3 separate regions of the Sus scrofa genome follow, and all the other regions are linked to region 1. Evidence: chromatin contacts called from public Hi-C and HiChIP or PLAC-seq data. All regions are on one chromosome and are shown on one strand. The core of a region is the stretch at or near the end of the contact, and the rest is flanking DNA. Distances in the headings are between cores, read along the strand shown.

Region 1 (3,201 bases), core at 269-2,768:
TCTAGGTCTTGTGTTGATGGCCACATCTCTTTAAAGTGTTCAGGCTTTGCAATTAATATGTACCCACTACTATATATAAGATAGATAATCAACAAGGACCTGCTGTATAGCACAGGAAAATTATATTTTATATATATATATCAGTATTTTGTAATATGCCATAAGGGAAAATAACTTGAAAAAGAATATGTGTTTATAATAGTTTATATAAAACTAATAAAAATTTTATATATATATATATATATAAAACTGAATTCCTGTGCCATACACCTCAAACTAACATAACATCATAAATGAACTATACTTCAATAAAAATTGGAAGTTCCCATTGTGGCTCATTGGTTAATGAGCCCAACTAGTATCCACAAGGATCTGGTGTTGCTGTGAGTTGTAGTGTAGGTTGCAGACACGGCTTGGATCCCCCGTTGCTGTGGCTGTGGCGTAGGCCGTCAGCTGTGGCTCTCATTTGACCCCTAGCCCGAGAATGTCCACATGCCATGGGTGCGGGTCCTAAAAAGCAAATAAATAAATAAATAAAAATAGTTTTCAGGGCATTGAGTTTTGATATATTAAAAGAATAGGATAAACACTTATGTAAGAAGAAAGCCTTTAGGATTATACATCCTTCCCTGTTCACCACGAGGAATTGGATCATCTAAAAGCAGTTTATTCCTGGAATTCCGGTTGTGGCTCAGCAGTAATGAACCCAACTAGTATCCATGAGGATGTGGGTTTGATCCCTGGCCTTGTTCAGTGGGTTACGGTTCTGTTATTGCCATGAGCTGTGGCGTAGGTCAAAGATGCAGCTTGGATCCCACGTTGCTTTGGCTGTGGTATAGGCCAGCAACTGTAGCTCCAATTTGACTACTAGCCTGGGACCTTCCATATGCCACCCGTGTGGCCCTAAAAAGACGTACATACATACATAAATGCCATTCATTCCGAGTGCTTAGGAATCTGTGTAAGTCTTCTAGTAAGTCTGACTGGAGCTGGCATTTACTAAGCACTGTTCTTGGCACTGTTCTAAATACTCCTCAGGCCTTGACTCAATCCAGTAATCATATATCCTCCACTTTCTGGTTAATTTAAGGGACTTTCAAAGGTAATTTTGATTAGAGAGATTCTCTTCATGCATTGACTTTGGTCCCTAAGTCTATTGCATACCCCGAGCTGTGCCAGTTACCTTAAGTAGGGATATGAGGGCTTAAGAGAAAAATCTTCCTCTGGTTTCACTTATTCAGCTAACAAGCGGGCACATCCAAGATGCTGAGGAGCCAGTTTCTGGCCTGGATAAGTTCACGGTCTAGTTAGCAGCCAGAGGGATGTATGAAAATGAAGCAGCACTAAAGCTTAAAGAAATGAATTCTCGAACTGCACAAAAAAGACCAAGGTCATGAGTCTTGCCCCCTCTTGCAAGTATGACGCCTTAGTGAGACATAGCACAGGGATTCCTGAATCATTTTGTGATCATCTGTGAAAACTGTACCTTTAAAAGTTTCCTAAGTTTGTTGACAAGAGGTGTTTCCATGGAGATTTCTGTTTGGGTTCCAGTTCTCTCCTCTTTGTGCAGGACTTTGGACTTCTGCTAGGGTTTCCCCATTTATTACCACATGTAACATATGAAAAGGCTCCTGTAATTATTTCATATTTGTGGCTGTGATCCAGAGATTGCCTTTCTTCCCCTTCAAAGTTCAGGGCGCTGCATGAGAAACTTTCCGAAACCAAAGAAGGAGGACTGAGATACCTGTGTATAGTCAGCAGGGCACAGGGCTGGGGTAATGCCTCTTTAAACAAGAAGCAGCTGTAACTCTGAAACTTCAACATTCCCGGCCATTGTCTCAGCACTGGGGCAAAGGTGAGAATGGAGATAATGCTTCCTGGACCCAGTGTGACAGCGTGAGCCTGGCTGATTCCAGCAGGATTGACCCCACAGGCCAAAAGGCATCACAGGGATGGAATCAGTGCTTCTAGAATTCCTTTTTGGGATTTTCCTCTTTCCTACTACATTTTATAGTTGATGTATTACAACAGGCATGCACCATTCTCATGGAGAGATAAGTTTCCAGTTATTTGCTGAATTAGTCAGGGGTTTTGCAATCCCTTCCAGCCACCTAAAGGCTCTCCTGGTGACTCAGTTTTAGGAGTAGTAGCAGCCACTTTTATTGGCAGCTTACCCTGTGCCACCCAGTTTGCTCAGCCCTTTATTTGCGCTCTCCCATTTAGTGTATGCGACAATTCTATGTAGGGAGTGCTGTTGTCATGTTTATTATTATTATCCTAATCTTGCAGCTGAGACACTTCTGCCTTACAGGGTTTAAATGACCCTGCCCAATCTCCAAAGCCGGTAAGTGGTGAAGTAGGAATTCTATTACAGTGTGACATCCTAACCACCACGCCTCACAACCCCTGACTTAGAGATATGAAACCTTCTTAGAAGCTCAAAGTGAGGATCTTACATCGTTAAGTCAAACCTTTGTGGGCATCCAGGACCACAGATGAGTTTTGAAATGTGTTTGTTGCATGCTGGTTCCACATGCTTTGTGGGGGTGAGAAGAGAGAAGGTTGACTGCCAGGAACAGGAAATAGAGGAGATCAGGAAGGACCCAGGAGCAATGGTGGTATTTTGAGTCCTAGGTGACCGGCATGACATCATGCATCCTAGGCACAGAGCAGAACTGGTTATATTTATTTACTTACTTTGGCCATGCCTGTGGCATGTGGAAGTTCCCTGGCCAGGGGTTGAACTAGTGCCACAGCAGCAACCTGAGCCACAGCAGTGATAATACTGGATCCTTAACTACTAGGCTACCAGGGAACTCATGGACGGTTTAAGAGAGAGGACAGCAAACGCCCAGCGATGAGGCATTCACTGGGTTTTGCTCCCAAATTATGCCTTTGCCTTGTTCGGATTAGTGCCCTCAGAAGAGCTAAGTCTCTTCTTCCTGAAATCTTTCCTGTCCTAGTTACCCTCCCCCACTCCCACTCCCCCCACGCACACTTTTTTTTTTTTTTTCCCCCAAAAAATGACTTGATCCTGCTAGTGGCCAATATTGCCTTTGGCTGAGGAATGGACAGGTCTCAACAAATCGACGTATAGAATGCTTTTCCTCCAAAGGGCTCCAGGAAACTCAAACTTGTCACCTTATCTTTATGATGGAAGCCTGTGAAGCTATCCAGCCACCATAGCCTGACTGGGAAGAT
Region 2 (3,201 bases), core at 513-3,012, 120 kb before region 1:
TCCCGTAGTAGCGCAGTGGGTTAAGGACTGATGTAGTGTCCCTGAGGATGCAGGTTCAATCCCTGGACTCAATTAGTAGGTTAAGGATCTGGCATTGCCACAAGCTATAGCATCAGTCACAGATGTGGCTCAGGTCTGGCGTTGCTGTGACTGTGGCACAGGCTGGCAGCTGCAGCTCCAGTTTGACCCCTAGAGTCTGTGGACTTCCATATGCTGATATACTGCACGTGTGTCCATTAAAAAAAAAAAAGAAGCAGCAGCAGTTCTGCAAAAGTCTGGACAGGCGTTCCCTACTAAAGCCAGTGCAAAAATGAGAATAAGCTTGACTTTTGGTTTTTTATGTTTCAGTTTTGAGAAAGGAAAAAAAAAGCCAATATGACTTGAATACAGAGAGTATGAGGAAAGTGGTACAATATAAGGTCGAGAGGTTAGCAGGGATAGAAATCATAGAAGCCTGGCAGCTCTGTGATCTTAGGCTTGGAAGCTTTGTGGTCTTAGACTTAACATATATGACACTCAAGTTTCCTCATCTGTACAATGGGCATAATAACAGTACCAAAATAACTACTATAAAAAGTACTAGAGAAGGTACATAGAAGAGGATCATAGTATTATTCTGTTAGGCAGGAAAGGGATGCAGAGTCCAGGCACATAGCAGCAAAAAAATAGCTGCTATGATAGCTGCCCATCCTATTGTTATCATCCTATTATTCATAGCCATGGCAGGAAAATGTGTTCTGAAGGAGGCTTAGGAGGACCTGGGTGGGAGCCCACACAGAAAGGTGACTGGGAGGGCAGATAGCCCTTAGGCAGAGGAGAGAGGACCTGACATTCCAGGGAAGAGTCGTTTTGTGTGCCGATGCACGGATGTGGTCGTGAACACGGTACATCTGTGCAGTGGGGTGGAAGGTGTCCTGATCGTGGAGTAAGATATAAGAGGCACAATCTCAGAGGTGAGCCTGAGAATCACGTAGATGGAAAAGGCACGCCGAGGCCACTGAAGGATGTTCTGCAGGGGAGTAGCCTGATTAATGACTGTGGTCTTGCAAGTTTCCCAGGCTACAGAGTTCATGGTGGGTTGGAAAAGCAGCCTGGTCACACGGCAGGCTGCTGGGAAAACTCCAAGCTCAGGTGAGCCTAACCAGGCAGGGCATAAATCAGGCGTTCAGACTCTAGGACCTTCTCTTCAGCAAGAAAGGAATACATCGTATGAATGACCTCCTTTCCTGACATGGGCCTCCTTCCCCTTAGTGTGCCTTGGGATGATTCCTTTCTAAATGCTCTGGTGGAAGAAGAATGTCTCACTCAAGTGCCTCCTCATCTATCCCCTTTGATGCCATTGGTCAGTGGAGGTAGTCTTTCCAAGAAACCTGGCTCCAAAATGTCCTTCATAACCTCCTCTGCCAGTGACAGCAGAGTCTGTATGTGAATTATGCTCAGTTTAGAAGGTGTCTTCTGGCCCCAGCTGTGTTTATTTTCAGAAGAAGAATGAGCTGGGCTTTTGGAGGGGGAGTGGGAGTTGGCCATCTCTACCTTTCTGGGGAACAGGTCTGGAAAATTGCTTCTGTTGAAGGGTGTCTCCTTGGAATGTCTTGGTCATAAGCCTAGTCCTTTTTCTCTGTCTGGTAAATATTTTTGGAAAGTATTTTCTTTCAGCACTCCCCTTCCCGCCCCGCTAAAACCACTGAGTCTGATCCCTCCCAGGATGCTGTCTGAGTTGCATTTTCCAGCCTAGATGCCACATCAGCTCTTTGCCTTTGGTGAACTTCTCTAAATAGAGTCAGGCAAAGCCAAGGGGGTGAAACCCTCGATGAAACCAGCCACTGTCTATATCACATTCCACAGGCCAAGAAGAGATGTGGAAAAATGGAGTTGTGCAGTTACATAATGAAAGTAGTGCTGGTGACCAACAAAAACAAATTTGTGGTCCTATCAGAGGGAGAGGTTAGCTCCTGAGCTCAGGCTAATTAGTACCTGCTGGCGTTCTGTGTGCAGGGTGAGTCTTTCACCCCTAGAGGGCAGTCACGGCCCTTCTGAGGCAGAAGTTCTGTTCACCCAAATGGTTCCCATCCCTTTCAGCCCAGTTAACTCCTTTCCTTCCCTTGTTTTGAAAGGATTTGCTGTATACGCTTTGTTTATTAAGAAATAAAAAAACAGGTTTCACAACACAATAGTGATTTTTGATCACCGTTCCATCCCATGAACCTGATGGGCCTTTGATACAATTCTAGCCAAAAAGGACACTTGCTTCAAAGTTGCCTAGCACAGCTGATAGAGGAGAATGTGTAGATTCAGCTATCTTTTTGAGTTATCAGTTAGATCTGTTCCATTTGCTGGTGGAAGAACTTGAAACAAGCAGGTTATAAGCAATAAGTGCTTTAGGATCTCATTGCAATAAGTGCTTTAGGATCTCATTTTAGTCTCAAGGATTAAAAAACAGCAGATTAACTTGGATTATATCTCAGCGATAAAGTTAGAGATAACTTTTACTTCTGCATCCTAACTTTATCCTATCAATTAAATTTTAGATGAGCTTTTTAAAAAATCTAATTTCTAGGTTTTTTTTTCTAAAAAATTATTTTAAATAGCTTCTTATAAAAACACAGTATCATAGCTGAGGCTGGTCTCTTTTGATTGAAGCAATTTGCTCTGTATCTCTCTGCAAGAATATCTAAGAATTCTAAGAATTTTCATTCATATATAGTAGTGCTTGAGTGTCTTCTATGGTTAATATAATTGATTTATGTTCTACATGTTATTATACAACTTGCTTCATTCTTGGACATCATTTCATACAAGTTCATATAAATATACATTATGCTTTTTAAATGATACCACATCTTCCTATATAAAAGCAAAACCAAAAAGGCAAAATTATTCTCACTTTCTGTGAGAAAACCTTTGAGACGTGATAGTGTACAATAATTCGTATACAAAAGATGTACATTTGAACATCTCTGATATTAGGTTATGTCTTTAAATCAGTTGCATTCTAAACTGAAATATGGTGTATTTCTTTTAACTTCTAGTCCCTGATATTTATATTTTTAATCCAAAAAAGCAGTAATTCTAAGAACCTTATGTTATGTCACTTGTATAAGCTTATTTACCTTCATAATATTCCTCTAAGGAAAGCTAGAAACAATTATCAGCCTCCGTCTAGTAGTTTCATAAACAAAGACATATCTTCTTCCTGCGTTA
Region 3 (3,201 bases), core at 218-2,717, 66 kb before region 1:
TTTGTTGGTTTTGTGAACTGCCTGCAACTCTGAAACTTTTGCACTGATCAGTGGCTGCTGGCTCTTTCAAGCCCTCTGTTTGTTTGCCAGTGTGAATTACTATTTTCTGTTTTAGTATAGTTCACATGAGCAAGAGTGTTTTATTGTTTGTCTCAGATAAATTGAAATTTAGGTATTGCTGAGGGAGAAGAGTTAGGACCATGTTGAGGGCAGAGAGAGCTTGGGGTTCCTTGAATTTGGGAGGCAGCAGTTGTTACAACAGCTGTAATTTGCATTTAAATTTAGTAACTTTTCTGTACTTTTTCTTGAGGTTGAGTACAAGAACCCTTTAATTCTTAAAGGCACAAGTAGCTGAAAACCAGTGTGTTTCATGCTAGTTTAAAGAAAAAAGAAAGAAAACAAATAACATGTTGATTTACCTGTGTCATGGCTTAAAAGGTCTGTATCCAGACTAAAGTTTGCTGCTCTGATAGACAAGCATGTGTCATGTGATCTTTGAAACATAAAAGGATAAATAATCATCTGTGCTTTTTCCAGAGAGATTTGTCACTTCTGTTAGGAACAAGAAAGAGTTAAGGGGCACTAGCTACTTCTTAAACGCCACGTTCTGCTCCACAGTCCTAGGGAAAGGGTTCCTTGTGAAAAAAATAGGCATTTTCAGAGGTAAAAGGGTCAGGAGTAAAATTCATTAAGCTTAGTTAATATCAGTACAAATTGATCTTCTATCTTTGTTTTTCATTTCAGGAAGCCAAAGGGGATTATATCAGGTAATGGTTCCTTTTCTGATATTACTATGCAGAATAACCCTGGCTGAATCCTTTAATGCTGTTTTAAATAACAATGGATGCTAAATCAAAAGAAAGTAGATCCCCCAACTAGAGGCTGAGGTCTTTCCTCTTCAAATAGAGACCTATTCTTTTTGTGAATGAATCCGGGGAGGAAGCTTTCTTATAATTTTTCAAGCCCGAGTGACAGCAAATTGTACTCCGAAGCCCTCCAAAGTTCTATTTTTGGTCATCTGTTAGCAAGATGAAGAAATCTATAAAAAGCTTTGGTAGCCTGTGCCGATTTTTTAAACTTATAATAATCCTGTGTTTGAAGAGTTACACCATAAGTGCAAAAAGATTTATTCCATCAGCTGCTTAGTTAAGGGATTAATAGGGGCTTTCTTTTTGCAGCTGCCCTGAAGGGGCCTCACCCTTCATACACTTGACCTAACAGTTGTATTGTTGCCACCGAGACACTTACTGGTTCTAACTGCCTAACTGGCCAAATCTTCAGACAGTGTTTGTATTTGAATCCAACCTCTATCTGCCCCATTCTGGTCTTTGAATGCAATAGTTGCAGTTGGAGTAGTAAAAAGGGTTAAAGGTAGATCATCAGGAGTTCCAATTAGAAACAGCTCACAGGCCAAGGACCTATTGAAAGGCTCCCCTCTACTGTGTTAATGTTCCACTCCGGGTAAACTTTACCTGTAGATTATTTACAGATACTCCTTCCCAGCCAAGTGTTTGAATAGTGTGCTCCTTAACAGACTGATAACCAAATAATACCTTCCAAGCTCCTAGTACTTTCCACATCTGCCCATTGAGTTTGCGGAGAGTGAGTGGGGCGTCCACTCAGTACGCCATGATCTGCGCACCATTCTCTCCTGTTAGCTCTATTTTGTGATTTATTATTATTATTTTTAATTGTTTTGGCTAGAAAATATGCTTTGAAGGAAACATAAAAATCCATGAACACCAAACTTTTTTTTTTTTTATTAAAAGACAATGTCAGGGCATAAAAGGAGGACAAATTAGTCTCTAGATCGTTAACATCAAGAGTGGGTGTGTTCTCCACTGTTGTCTTTCCTGGAGGAGCTATATTTCCTAGGAAGATGAGATATGCGAGGAATGCTGTCTCTTGGAGGGGGTGAGTCTGAAGTTGATTTATAAATGAGGGCTTCAGAGCCAAAAGCTCACACTCTGCTGTGTGGACCGCTAACCCTTCCTCCCCCACTTTCTCCCAGTCACGCATGTGATGGACAGCCTCTGAGCCTCATTTCCTCATCAGGAGAATGGCACCTCCTTCCTAGGTCTTATGTGAGATTAAATATATATAAAAACACTGCCCAGAGCAGTATATGGCATGTAGCAAGATCTCTATATATCCTTTGGCTATAATTCTTAATTATTATAGTATCATTACTGCCCTCCTCATTTTCACCATCCTGTTCCATCTCTTGGCAACCTCTGAAGAGACTCTGGGGACTTAGGTGGGTGTGAAGAAGCTGTAATCATGCATCAGGGGAAACAGTCGAAGAGAAAGGTTGATTCCACAAACCTTCCTGAGGGAAGATCACTTGCCTGTGGAGGAAGAAGTCTTAGAAAGAACAGTCCTTGGGTAGTTCAGACCTTTAGCCCTCAGACTTCAAGTTTGGGGAGTTAGTCTGGTCAAGCCCAAACCAATCTTTTTCCATAACTTCAGTTTACTCCTGGTGGTCTCCTGAGGGATTATTAGGCTAAAGAAATGGAGAACACTCTTTTGAAATTGTCTGAACCACGCTGAGTAGTAGGAGGAGCTTGTGACTGGGAATCAAGAAAATAGCAACATGACCCTGAATGAGCCGTCTGTCCTTTATCATCTTTGGTTTCCTCCTCTGGAAATTGGGATTAGGGAAAATGCAACTTGGCAGGGTAGTTTTGAGGCTATGAATCGTATTCAAGGACTTTGTAAATTATAATTAGTTTGACAGGCATTAGTTGTTGCTGGTCAGGGTGAAAGAAAGAATAGGAAATGTGAACTTTTGTCATTGCGTGTATACTGAAGTAGAATTTTGGTTCATTTTTACCACCCCTTCCCTATCAGATCTCCTCCTCCTCTGAATGGAGAGAGTATATGTTTCCACCAAAGTTCTGTTATAAAACCAATTTAAGAAAATCAGGGAGTTCCTGTCGGGGCGCAGTGGTTAACGAATCCGACTAGGAACCATGAGGTTGCGGGTTCAGTCCCTGCCCTTGCTCAGTGGGTTAACGATCCAGCGTTGCCGTGAGCTGTGGTGTAGGTTGCAGATGCGGCTCGGATCCCGCGTTGCTGTGGCTCTGGCGTAGGCCAGTGGCTACAGCTCTGATTCGACCCCTAGCCTGGGAACCTCCAAATGCTGCAGGAGCGGCCCAAGAAATGGCAAAAAGACAAAAAAAAAAAAAAAAAAAAAGAAAG

Evidence for each region. A called contact is a pair of places that touch in the nucleus more often than the background predicts. HiChIP or PLAC-seq counts read pairs in DNA pulled down with a chosen protein or histone mark.
Region 2: an H3K27ac HiChIP or PLAC-seq map of alveolar macrophages shows a contact between it and region 1. The contact joins two enhancer-like sites. A contact is called at or near these places in 2 of 47 Hi-C or Micro-C datasets (brain and liver) and 2 of 2 datasets of contacts at active chromatin or transcription factors (alveolar macrophages and skeletal muscle).
Region 3: a contact with region 1 is called in a Hi-C map of liver, with 5 times the contacts expected there. The contact joins two enhancer-like sites. A contact is called at or near these places in 6 of 47 Hi-C or Micro-C datasets (embryonic fibroblasts, liver and skeletal muscle) and 2 of 2 datasets of contacts at active chromatin or transcription factors (alveolar macrophages and skeletal muscle).

What each region holds. Positions count from the first base shown.
Region 1 is chr13:50,610,313-50,613,513 of Sscrofa11.1, reverse strand. All of the region lies in intron 21 of FRMD4B (FERM domain-containing protein 4B), which reads left to right. Among named protein-coding and RNA genes, the nearest start is that of LMOD3, 58 kb to the right of the region's middle. Within about 2 kb of position 1,518, at least 36 of the 83 cell types and tissues checked have an H3K27ac peak or open chromatin away from gene starts, as enhancers often do. A contact at or near this core is called in alveolar macrophages and liver, where this site is marked.
Region 2 is chr13:50,733,187-50,736,387 of Sscrofa11.1, reverse strand. All of the region lies in intron 4 of FRMD4B (FERM domain-containing protein 4B), which reads left to right. Among named protein-coding and RNA genes, the nearest start is that of LMOD3, 180 kb to the right of the region's middle. Within about 2 kb of position 1,762, at least 10 of the 83 cell types and tissues checked have an H3K27ac peak or open chromatin away from gene starts, as enhancers often do. A contact at or near this core is called in alveolar macrophages, where this site is marked.
Region 3 is chr13:50,676,622-50,679,822 of Sscrofa11.1, reverse strand. FRMD4B (FERM domain-containing protein 4B) reads left to right here. Exons shown (of 23, transcript XM_021069209.1): 8 at 745-767. Among named protein-coding and RNA genes, the nearest start is that of LMOD3, 120 kb to the right of the region's middle. Within about 2 kb of position 1,467, at least 25 of the 83 cell types and tissues checked have an H3K27ac peak or open chromatin away from gene starts, as enhancers often do. A contact at or near this core is called in liver, where this site is marked.